3 separate regions of the Mus musculus genome follow, and regions 1 and 2 are each linked to region 3. A link is a contact called in public promoter capture Hi-C data. All regions are on one chromosome and are shown on one strand. Each heading gives the region's core, a stretch centred on a gene start, on an enhancer-like site or on the middle of the called end of the contact. The rest is flanking DNA. Distances are from core to core; before and after follow the strand shown. Region 1 overlaps Nr6a1 (nuclear receptor subfamily 6, group A, member 1). Region 2 holds the start of Nr6a1 (nuclear receptor subfamily 6, group A, member 1). Region 3 holds the start of Strbp (spermatid perinuclear RNA binding protein).

Region 1 (2,795 bases), core at 180-2,679, 1.1 Mb after region 3:
ATTCGCTTTTCATTAGGTATAATTTAGATCTATAAAACTTCCCTCTTCCCTCCTTCCTTCCTATATACTATGCTACTATGTAGCTAAATTTGGCCTAAAACTCACAATCTTTCCTACTTCTGCCTCTCAAATGCTAGACTTACTACAGGAACACACCATTTCTGCTTCAAACACCACTTTTATAATTACCTTATCAAACTGCAAAATCAGGTCCATGGTCTGGAGAGGAAGCTGGCTAAATCAAACAATTAGTTTAGTTACAGCACAATTTATCAACAATAGGCTGGCTTAGAACTGTGGCATCAGCTGCATTATTGTATTTTAGAAAGACTAGTTCCCCCGACATGTATATAAGGTGTAAGCAACTACTCCGTGGGTCATGCCATCAAACAAAAGCAACACCTACAAAGTCTCTCTCAGTGACTAGAAGCAGCCAGACACTCAAACTGCCAGTCCTGAATTATGGCCTCTGAATGGTGAGGGCTTCACATTTCACCGATCAGGGCACAGCCCAATCAGAAGACAAACCCCTGCCCTGGCGGGGACCAGCAAATCCGCTTTCTTCCAGTGTGCACATGACTGAATGTGCTTCTGTCCATCATCTGGGTCATATATAGTTCAATGCGAGCTAAGCAGACAGGGCTGCAAGGAAACCTGGTGCGGTTCAATACCTTGTCTAGCCTGGGCTCCAGGATCTTTTTTTTTTTTTTTTTTTTAAACTGACAAACTCATTTTTCTACTGGGACAGGATGCTGTGCTGGCTGAAGTTCCATTTCTACAGCAAGAATCCTATCTGGAAGCACAGAAGTTGTCCTCTAGCCACAGCAGCTCCAACTTTTTTGTTGTTGCTGCTTTCTTCTATCACCCCCTTCCCCTTTTGACAAAGATCCAACTGTAGAAAGTCTTACGTAACAGTTCAGGACTACTTCGGTTCTTTTACCGGGTAAGCACTTTCATTTTTTTTCCAGCTAAAAACCATTTTAAAATTGCATCTGTTGAGAGGCTTTGACTAAAACCTTTTCAGTAATTTGTGTAGTGAAATGCTGTCACTGATTTTTTCGGCTCATTTCTGCACGTGCTCCTTTGTTCTCGGAACAGAAGCTTTATACGCTCCCCATAACGCAGCTGCAGAGTTATTAAGTCAGTTATTATAAGGAACACAAAGGTTGCTTTGCATTCTTTGCCTTTAGGTAATTAATTTTCTATTTGTTTTTCTTAAAACAATATTTAAATAAGGCAGAAATTAACAAAAGAATAAACTGTTAGAAAATTTAGCAAAGTTTGAAGTTTTTACCACCTTTTCTATCCGTAGTTTTGCATGGCCAAACACTTGTGCCGCCTGGGGCGTTGGGGGTAAAGGCAAGCATAGACAGAGAGGAACTAAGCCAGACATGGACAAAGGCATGAGCCAAAACCAGACAGTCCTGGCCGTTCGATAGGCCAGCAGCGGGTGAGACAGGTCAGCCAGCTGCGGAGGTGGGAGGGGGGAAAGGGGGCATGGATGTGTGAGGTGCTCATGCGTGCAATCGTGACTAGATTCTGAAACTGCCAGCCATTTTCCAAGCTATGCTTTGTATAATCTAAAGGAATGTGTGTCCCCTGAAGCAGTCTTAGCAGAGCCATGGAAAGAAAGGAGCACAAGAGACACCAGCAGCACACAGAATCAGAAAATACTGGGAACTTGAGTGGGCAAGAGGGAATGCAGTGTGTGGAAATTTTTTAGTGATCTGGAATGTGTTGAGTGACAGGAAGTGCCCCAAGCAACCCCCCCTCCACTCTTCTCAGTCTCGCCTGCTTTTGTCTAACTCTTGTAATCTACACACTACTGCTTACAAAGCTGTCTGAGTTTAAGACAAAAAGAAACATAAAAGGCTCTCTCTCCATTTCATAGTACCTGTGAGAGAGGAGAAATGTAAACGCAATCCTATCGAGATTTTCTTTTTCAGGTATATTGAAGATACTTAAAATAACTGTTTATAGATAAATGAGAATTGTAAATTATAGTACCATTTTAAACCTATAATTAAAAAAGATTAACCAATTCTGGTATAACTTAGGTGGGTTCCTAATTTGAAGGCAACTTGTTTTCTTTGATTTTTATGTTACATGTGAAGCTCGATTTTCTTTGTATAGATGTGGGCTTTGGGGAAAATATTTGAAGTAATAAGAAAGTACTTTTTAAAAAGGGCGGGGATGGTTTCCCTTTGTGGGGTGGAAAGCAGTTTAAAGGACTAGTTCCTTGAGAAAAGCAGCTGTCTCTTACTTTTGTTTATGTGCAATCAAGTAACTTTATAATATAAAAAATGCTAGAAAAAACTTTTCAGACAATATAACATTATTCTAAGTGGAAAAAAAAAAACACACACCTAATCTGGCATGTTTCCCAAAGTTCAGGAACACTTAAAAAAACCAGTTAAATAATTTAACACCTAGCCCAACTTAGGAAATGGAGAATTAAGCATGTGTCAGACGCTTCTTTCTAATGGTTTAGCTCCTACCGCAGAGTGTTACTGGGCAGCCTAGGAGTTAATCTTGCCTAGCGTGGCTCTGAGCTCTCATGCCGAGCAGACGTTATTCACATGACGATTCGAAAAGTCCATTCATGTATCTCACTACCTGGATTTGAATAGAAACCAGACAGCAATTCTTTAGTTCCAGCCACATTCGCCCCACTGGACAATAGTGATTTGTTAGCACACAGTCGCAGGCTGGGGAACACAAAGCTCAGAGCTGCAGAAAGATGCAGAATTCAGAGAACAGGAAGTTACAGGCTCCACACACTCCTGGCAGCTCTG
Region 2 (2,827 bases), core at 237-2,736, 1.2 Mb after region 3:
GACCTATTTTCAGGTTGCTTTCCCCACACCTGCCAGGTCACTGTCCTGATTGAGAAACTTCTTGCCAAAGCAATTAATTTTTAGTGCCTCCTAACTGTCCCCAGTGTTTGCATTCAATCTGAAATCTGTTACTTGTTAGACACTGTTCGGGTCCTAGATCTTCCAGAGAATTGCGCGTTTATGGCGCAGAGAGGGGAGGAGGCAGGGATCTCTGAGAGCCTGCCCTTTATTCGGAAATGAGGAGATGTGAAAGGTGGAAGGCAGGGCAAATAAATAAATAAATCGGGTTTGCCGCGGGAGCGTTGGCCTGCCGCAACGAGCACCCTTTGTAATGCAGGCCTCCCGGGGCTATCGCCTGCGCTAATTGCTCCAGGGCGCTTTCCAAGTTCAAAAGTTCACCTTTTACGACCTCACAAAAGCTCCTTACACTTTACCAATAAAAACATTCCGCCGCAAACACCGAGGGGGGGGGATATCAAACAGAAACAAATAAAACATTGAGCCAGGGAGGGAGCGAGAGCCAGCCCGGAGGAACCTGAGGACTGGGCTGGGAACAAGGGGACGCAAGCGGCCGGGCCAGGTGAGGAATTCTCAGCACCCCGGAAGAGATAGGCTGGGCGGCGCGGGAAGCGTCCGGCAAACGCCGGGAAAAGGCAGGTGTCCCGGTGCCCCAGGATCCCGCTGGAGACCTGAGCCAGCAGAAAGTCGTCGCCTAGAAGAATGAGTCTGAGTAAAGGAAGGCCAGGGGACAGGAGTGAGCACCGAGGTCCGAGAAGGACCATTACCGGTCTGCCCAGAGGCGGAGGCTCACGGGCTGGGAGGAAGCTCGGGACAGTGGAGGAGGAAAACGCTCCAGGATAGGTGCAGGGCGCAAAGGTGTGGAGTCTGCGAGCTCCCTGGTGAAGGAAGAGAGGGTGCTCCGTGCACCAGGGCCTCCTGGGGGAGGAGAAAGGGTTGGCGCAGAGGGGACGGGGGGAGGGGAGGGTCCGAGCAGAGGGGACCGGGGACCCTGCCTGGAGAGTGCGAGCCCAGGGTGGAGTCCTCACTGAGGAGCTGCCCGGCATCCCGGAGCTAGAGTCAGCTTAGAGAAAGAGGGGGTCGCGGGCGTTGGCACCGCCCGGGCTCAGAAGGCCCCTTACCCACCGTTGCGCGGCGGCGGAGGGAGCGCGGCGGGCGGCTCCAGGAACCCCGCCGAGCCCCCGCCGCCTCCCCCTCCGCTAGGTGGCCGTTCGTCCCGCTCCATGCGGCGGTGCTCAGGGCCCTCTCGGGCTTCGCTGCTCCGCCATGACTTGCGCCTTCGTAGTCGTCGTCCTGGTCTTCCACGGGGGGAGGGGGCTGTCAGGGGCCGGCAGGCTCTCGGCCGCCGCACTCTCTGGGCCCCTGAGCCGCCCGGCTCCGCGCCCCTCCGCGCCGCGCCCCCTCAGCACTGGCCAGCTCCCTCCTCTGACGTCACGCGCCGCTGCCACGCACATGCCCGTGAGGAATTCTGGGAAATGTAGTCCTCCCAACGAGGCTGCCCACACGGGACTCTACCAAATAAAGGGGTGATGGAAAAAAAACAGGAAGACCTAAGTAGGGAGAACCCAAACCTATCACTATTACAAACTCTAATAAAATTTCTAATATATTAATATAATAAACGGCTATGTCAGAGTTTTCTCTCTATTGTAACTTATTCGTGATCATAGTGCTCTATGATTCCAACTATTTCCCCACACTAATAATGAGCCTTTCCAAGGAGGCGTATCCACCGGGAACCGGGTGAGCACGTGCAACCAAGCCCAGCCCTGTGGGGGAAGGCCCCAGGGGGCGGGGTGTGTAGGTACTCATGAGGGCTTTCCTCCCGGGCTGAGCGACAAATTGGACCAGAGATTAAAGGACCCGAGTTTAACCCGAGGTGACTGCGTTCGTATGCAAATAGAATCTATACAACTCTGCTTTCCGGAGAAGTGTTTAAAGCCCCTTTACCTCCGGGTGGGCGGGAAAGATTAAAGTTTCTCTTCCTCCTCTTTCATTCCCCGCACCCTGCCCATAGAACAGATGGACAAACTAAGATCACTTCCACTGATGCCACCAAAGAAAACTTGAGACCCCTGACTCCTTGTGTCTTAAAGAGTTCTGTTTTAAGAATGTCCCTTTCCCGGAGTGTTCCCCTTCCCACTCCTGTTCAGTATACCTGTCTCAAAAATGAGAGGTGTAATAAGAATCGGATCCAGTGATAAGAGACCAACTCTCACATACACGCTATCGCCTCAGTTTACAGAAGTTCCCACCAAATAAAATCCTGGATTTTCTCCCCTTCCTCCTCCAGGGCCCACCTCCCGCTGCCACCAGGTGGCGCGCGGCCATGGGGCTCTCAGGATTAGGGGTGGTGGTGATTTTCAGAAATGCCCCGCGCGCGTTCTCTCTCTCTCTCTCTCTCTCTCTCTCTCTCTCTCTCTCTCTCTCTCTCTCTCTCTCTCTCTCACACACACACACACACACACACACACTACACAACCCGCGCACACACACACACACACACACACACACACACTATACAACACACACACCTCCCTTAGGAAAAGACTTATTAAGTTTCAGTCTAGAACTTAAATGCTATCTAGCTTACTATAAATCAAAGAACTCTGGTGCTTTGCTGGGCTTTCCTCTAATGGGCCGTATCGAAGCGGTTTCATTCTGTCACTTCATTCTGCCCCATGTGCCCCTGGAATCCTCTGGCTCTTGTGAGTCATTCTTTACTTAATTGTTTAGAAGTCTTTACTTGGCTTATGAAATCTAACCTGTTCCGATTCCTGCCCACGTTGCTCCCATGCCTCTTCCCTTA
Region 3 (2,954 bases), core at 197-2,696:
ACTCCCATATTTCCTCTCCCTCCCTTCTGCTCACCACCCCACTCTCCATCCTGCCACACACCCCATCCCTTTCCAGGGTGCTCCCAACCTCAAGGTTTCCTCTTCTGCTGGTGCCCACTAGAATTTCTCACACAAACACCCTCCGCTTCACTCACTTCTGCTGCCCTTTTACTGCTACACACACCTCCTGCCTTGACATCTCTCTCCACCCAACCTAAAACCTCCACATAACCTCCTTATCCCCATTTCTCTCCCAAAGCCCTCAAACTCAGTACCTGTGTAAACCACTCCTCCTCCCACTTGCTCTATCCTCCTCTACCCTGAATACAGAACCAAGCCATTTTCCCCAAGCCTGTCAACCCCTTCCTGTCTCCTTCCATACTTCCCAGCCAGATACTCACTAGGGAACTCCTGACGTCCTGGGCGCACACACACAGACAGACATCTCCTGCCTGAATACCCTCAATTTCAACCGCCACCATTTGAGAGAACCCCCTCCTCTGACACTCCTTCCCTCCATCTTTTGGGGCTCAGCCTGCTCGCCACACTCCCAGCTACGGACCCCTCCTCCGCCATTTCCCTTCAGGCGTCCGGTGGCCTTCCCGCTGCCTGCCCCATTCTCTGCCCCTCACAAGCAGCGCTAACCAGGGCATCTGCTCCTTCCATTTCTGCCTAGAGGTGCCCATCTTGTCCCTCCCTCCACCACCTCACTTGCCCCTGCCCGCCCCAAATCCCCCTACACACCCATCCGAATCCCCAAACGGAACGTCCTCCTTCCCTCTCGAGCCCGACCTAGGCCCCCATGGGTCCCCCAGGCGTGCCCTTGAGGCCCTGGTCACCGTGGGGCCGGGTCCCTCAACGCTCCCTTACACCCAAATCTGCCCACACCCTGTGCCCGCCCCCCGAGCCTCTCCCCAGCTCTTGCCCGCAACGTCCTCCAGCACCTGCCCCGAGTCCGGAACCCTCCCACCTCCCCAGAGCTGGCGCCCCGCACGCTGCCCACGCCCTCGGGAGGTTCAGGGCCGGGACCCGCGACCCCGACCCCGAAAGCAAGCAAGGCGACCCGCAGTCCTGACGCGGACCGGCCGGGTACCGCGGCGGCGACCACAAAGCTCAAGCCGCGGGGCTGGGATTGCGCCGCGCTCCTCGCCTCAGCAGCCGCCGCCGCTGCTAAGGACGCACAACAAACAATGCGGGGCCCGGGCAGCCTCCGCCAACTGCCTCAACCGCCGCCTCAACCGCCGCCCGCCCGGGACGGCCCGCCGCGCAGGCGCCGGCCCCGCCGCAGCCTACCCGCGCCGCCGCGCTCCGCCCGCGTCCGCTCCCCGCTCCCGCTCCGCCGCCGCCGCCACCTCGTCCGCCCGCGTCTCCGGCTCCTCAGCACAGCGGCGGCGGCTGCGGCGGCTGCTGCCTTGGTGGCGCTCGCGGATCCGAGCTCGGCTTCGGCAGCGACCGCGGCGGCGGCGGCAAGCACGTGACGCCGCCGAGCACGCCCATTGGCCGATCCAGGGGGCGGGGCCCGCGGCTGCTGGGGAACGGAAAGCCCGCCCCATCGCCCTCCGCGCGCCCCCTGCACGCGCGCTCTGCCGCACCTGAGAGCTCCGGCCAGCGCCCGCCGCCGCCGCGCCGCGCTGTCGCCTGCGTCAACTGCGCACCTGGGAGCGCGCAGGGCGCTCAGGCCCGCGGCCGCCGCCTGCACCTGCGAGACCGCTTACGTAAACTGCGTCCCGCCCACCTCGCGGCGCCTAGCCCGGGCCGCAAACCGTACCTGAGCCCCGCTGTGCCTGCGGCGGTAAGCGTTGCTGGGCGGAGGCCAACTGCTGAAAAGAGCTAAGCGCGCATTAACTTCGTAACTGCAGGTTCTGAGAGCTGCTCCCGGCCGCAATGAGAGCCGGCTTCCCCAGGTTCTGCGTCCCGGTGCGGGATGCTTCTCCAGCTCCAGCCTCGGCCTTTACGCTAACGGAGTAAGCGCCGCAATGCCTCCCGGGTGGAGGAGGGGCAGGCAGTACCTTGGCTGAGTAAGAGACTCCGATCCCTCCTTGATTCGCTCCCCCTCCCACTTGCCGGTTGTGTGACCTTGGCCAAGTTACCGAACCGCTCGAGCTTCAGTTTCCACTTCACAAAAACTAAAACTGTAATTCCTATTTAAGAGCCGTTGAGCAGATGGCATAAAACAATAGATATGAATTTTCCTGGCACATAGCAAGCACTGAACAAAAATCAAAATCTCCTCTCCCTACTCCACCCTTAATGGCCCGGGAAATCCTTTCCCTCCTTATTTCCCTCCTTAGGTCTGGAGTAGTCTAGCTAAACACCTACCCACTTTGTTCCAACGGTGGTACTGGGAAAGAAATAAAAGGTTCAAGTTTTATTTTACAGCTCTACGTTGGCATCTTCTTAGTGCCTAGCATTCTCCCAGGGGGTTCAGCCCATGCTTAGTGTGTGTTGCATGCTCCACACTCGGCAGGGTGCTAGAATGCACTGAAGAATAAGTCAAGGTCCTTAGCCTAAAGCAAACCTAGCAAAGAACCCCACTTAATTTGAGCAGACAGTAGGGGACTGACCTCCCACACTCCCCCTGGTAGGTCCCCTTCTCATCTTGCTCCTGTACCAGACTCAAATATTAACAGCTCTGGACTGGAAATGATTCTCAATAATACTTGCCTGACATGGACAAAGTCCAGGGTTGCATCCACAGCACTACCAAAATATATGACCTCAGTACTTCATTCACAGAATATGTTAATACTTAGAGTTAAAAAGCTTTGAGTATGGCCTTCAACTTCAGGACATACACACTTCCCATTGCCCCTCCTTGACACTTCATTAACAACAAAGCTGTCCTTTCCTAGCTATCCCCAGGTCTGTAACATATCCCTGAAGTCTATGCTAAGCCCCAGATCACTATGTCTGATTGGCACCTCATTCTAGCCTTCTGGAAACCTGGTTGTTCT

The links. Promoter capture Hi-C pulls out the DNA fragments that hold promoters and counts their contacts. Capture Hi-C pulls out chosen DNA fragments and counts their contacts.
Region 1: a contact with region 3 is called in a promoter capture Hi-C map of liver, with 3 times the contacts expected there. The contact joins the enhancer-like site here to the promoter of Strbp in region 3. A contact is called at or near these places in 5 of 39 promoter capture datasets (the C10 cell line, cranial neural crest, liver and 2 more), 1 of 484 Hi-C or Micro-C datasets (muscle stem cells) and 1 of 115 datasets of contacts at active chromatin or transcription factors (astrocytes).
Region 2: a contact with region 3 is called in a promoter capture Hi-C map of adipose tissue, with 5 times the contacts expected there. The contact joins the promoter of Nr6a1 here to the promoter of Strbp in region 3. A contact is called at or near these places in 1 of 39 promoter capture datasets (neural stem cells) and 2 of 9 other capture datasets (adipose tissue and liver).

The regions. Positions count from the first base shown.
Region 1 is chr2:38,822,627-38,825,421 of GRCm38.p6, forward strand. The region is part of intron 3 of Nr6a1 (nuclear receptor subfamily 6, group A, member 1); the gene reads right to left. It overlaps Nr6a1os (a long non-coding RNA gene), which reads left to right. Exons shown (of 7, transcript XR_866167.2): 1 at 1-943. Among named protein-coding and RNA genes, the nearest start is that of Nr6a1os, 8.1 kb to the left of the region's middle. Within about 2 kb of position 1,430, at least 311 of the 459 cell types and tissues checked have an H3K27ac peak or open chromatin away from gene starts, as enhancers often do. A contact at or near this core is called in astrocytes, liver, muscle stem cells and 2 more, where this site is marked.
Region 2 is chr2:38,924,975-38,927,801 of GRCm38.p6, forward strand. It overlaps Nr6a1 (nuclear receptor subfamily 6, group A, member 1), which reads right to left and starts at 1,487. Exons shown (of 11, transcript NM_010264.4): 1 at 1,144-1,487. The coding sequence starts at 1,243.
Region 3 is chr2:37,701,899-37,704,852 of GRCm38.p6, forward strand. Strbp (spermatid perinuclear RNA binding protein) reads right to left here and starts at 1,447. Exons shown (of 18, transcript NM_001379315.1): 1 at 1,294-1,447.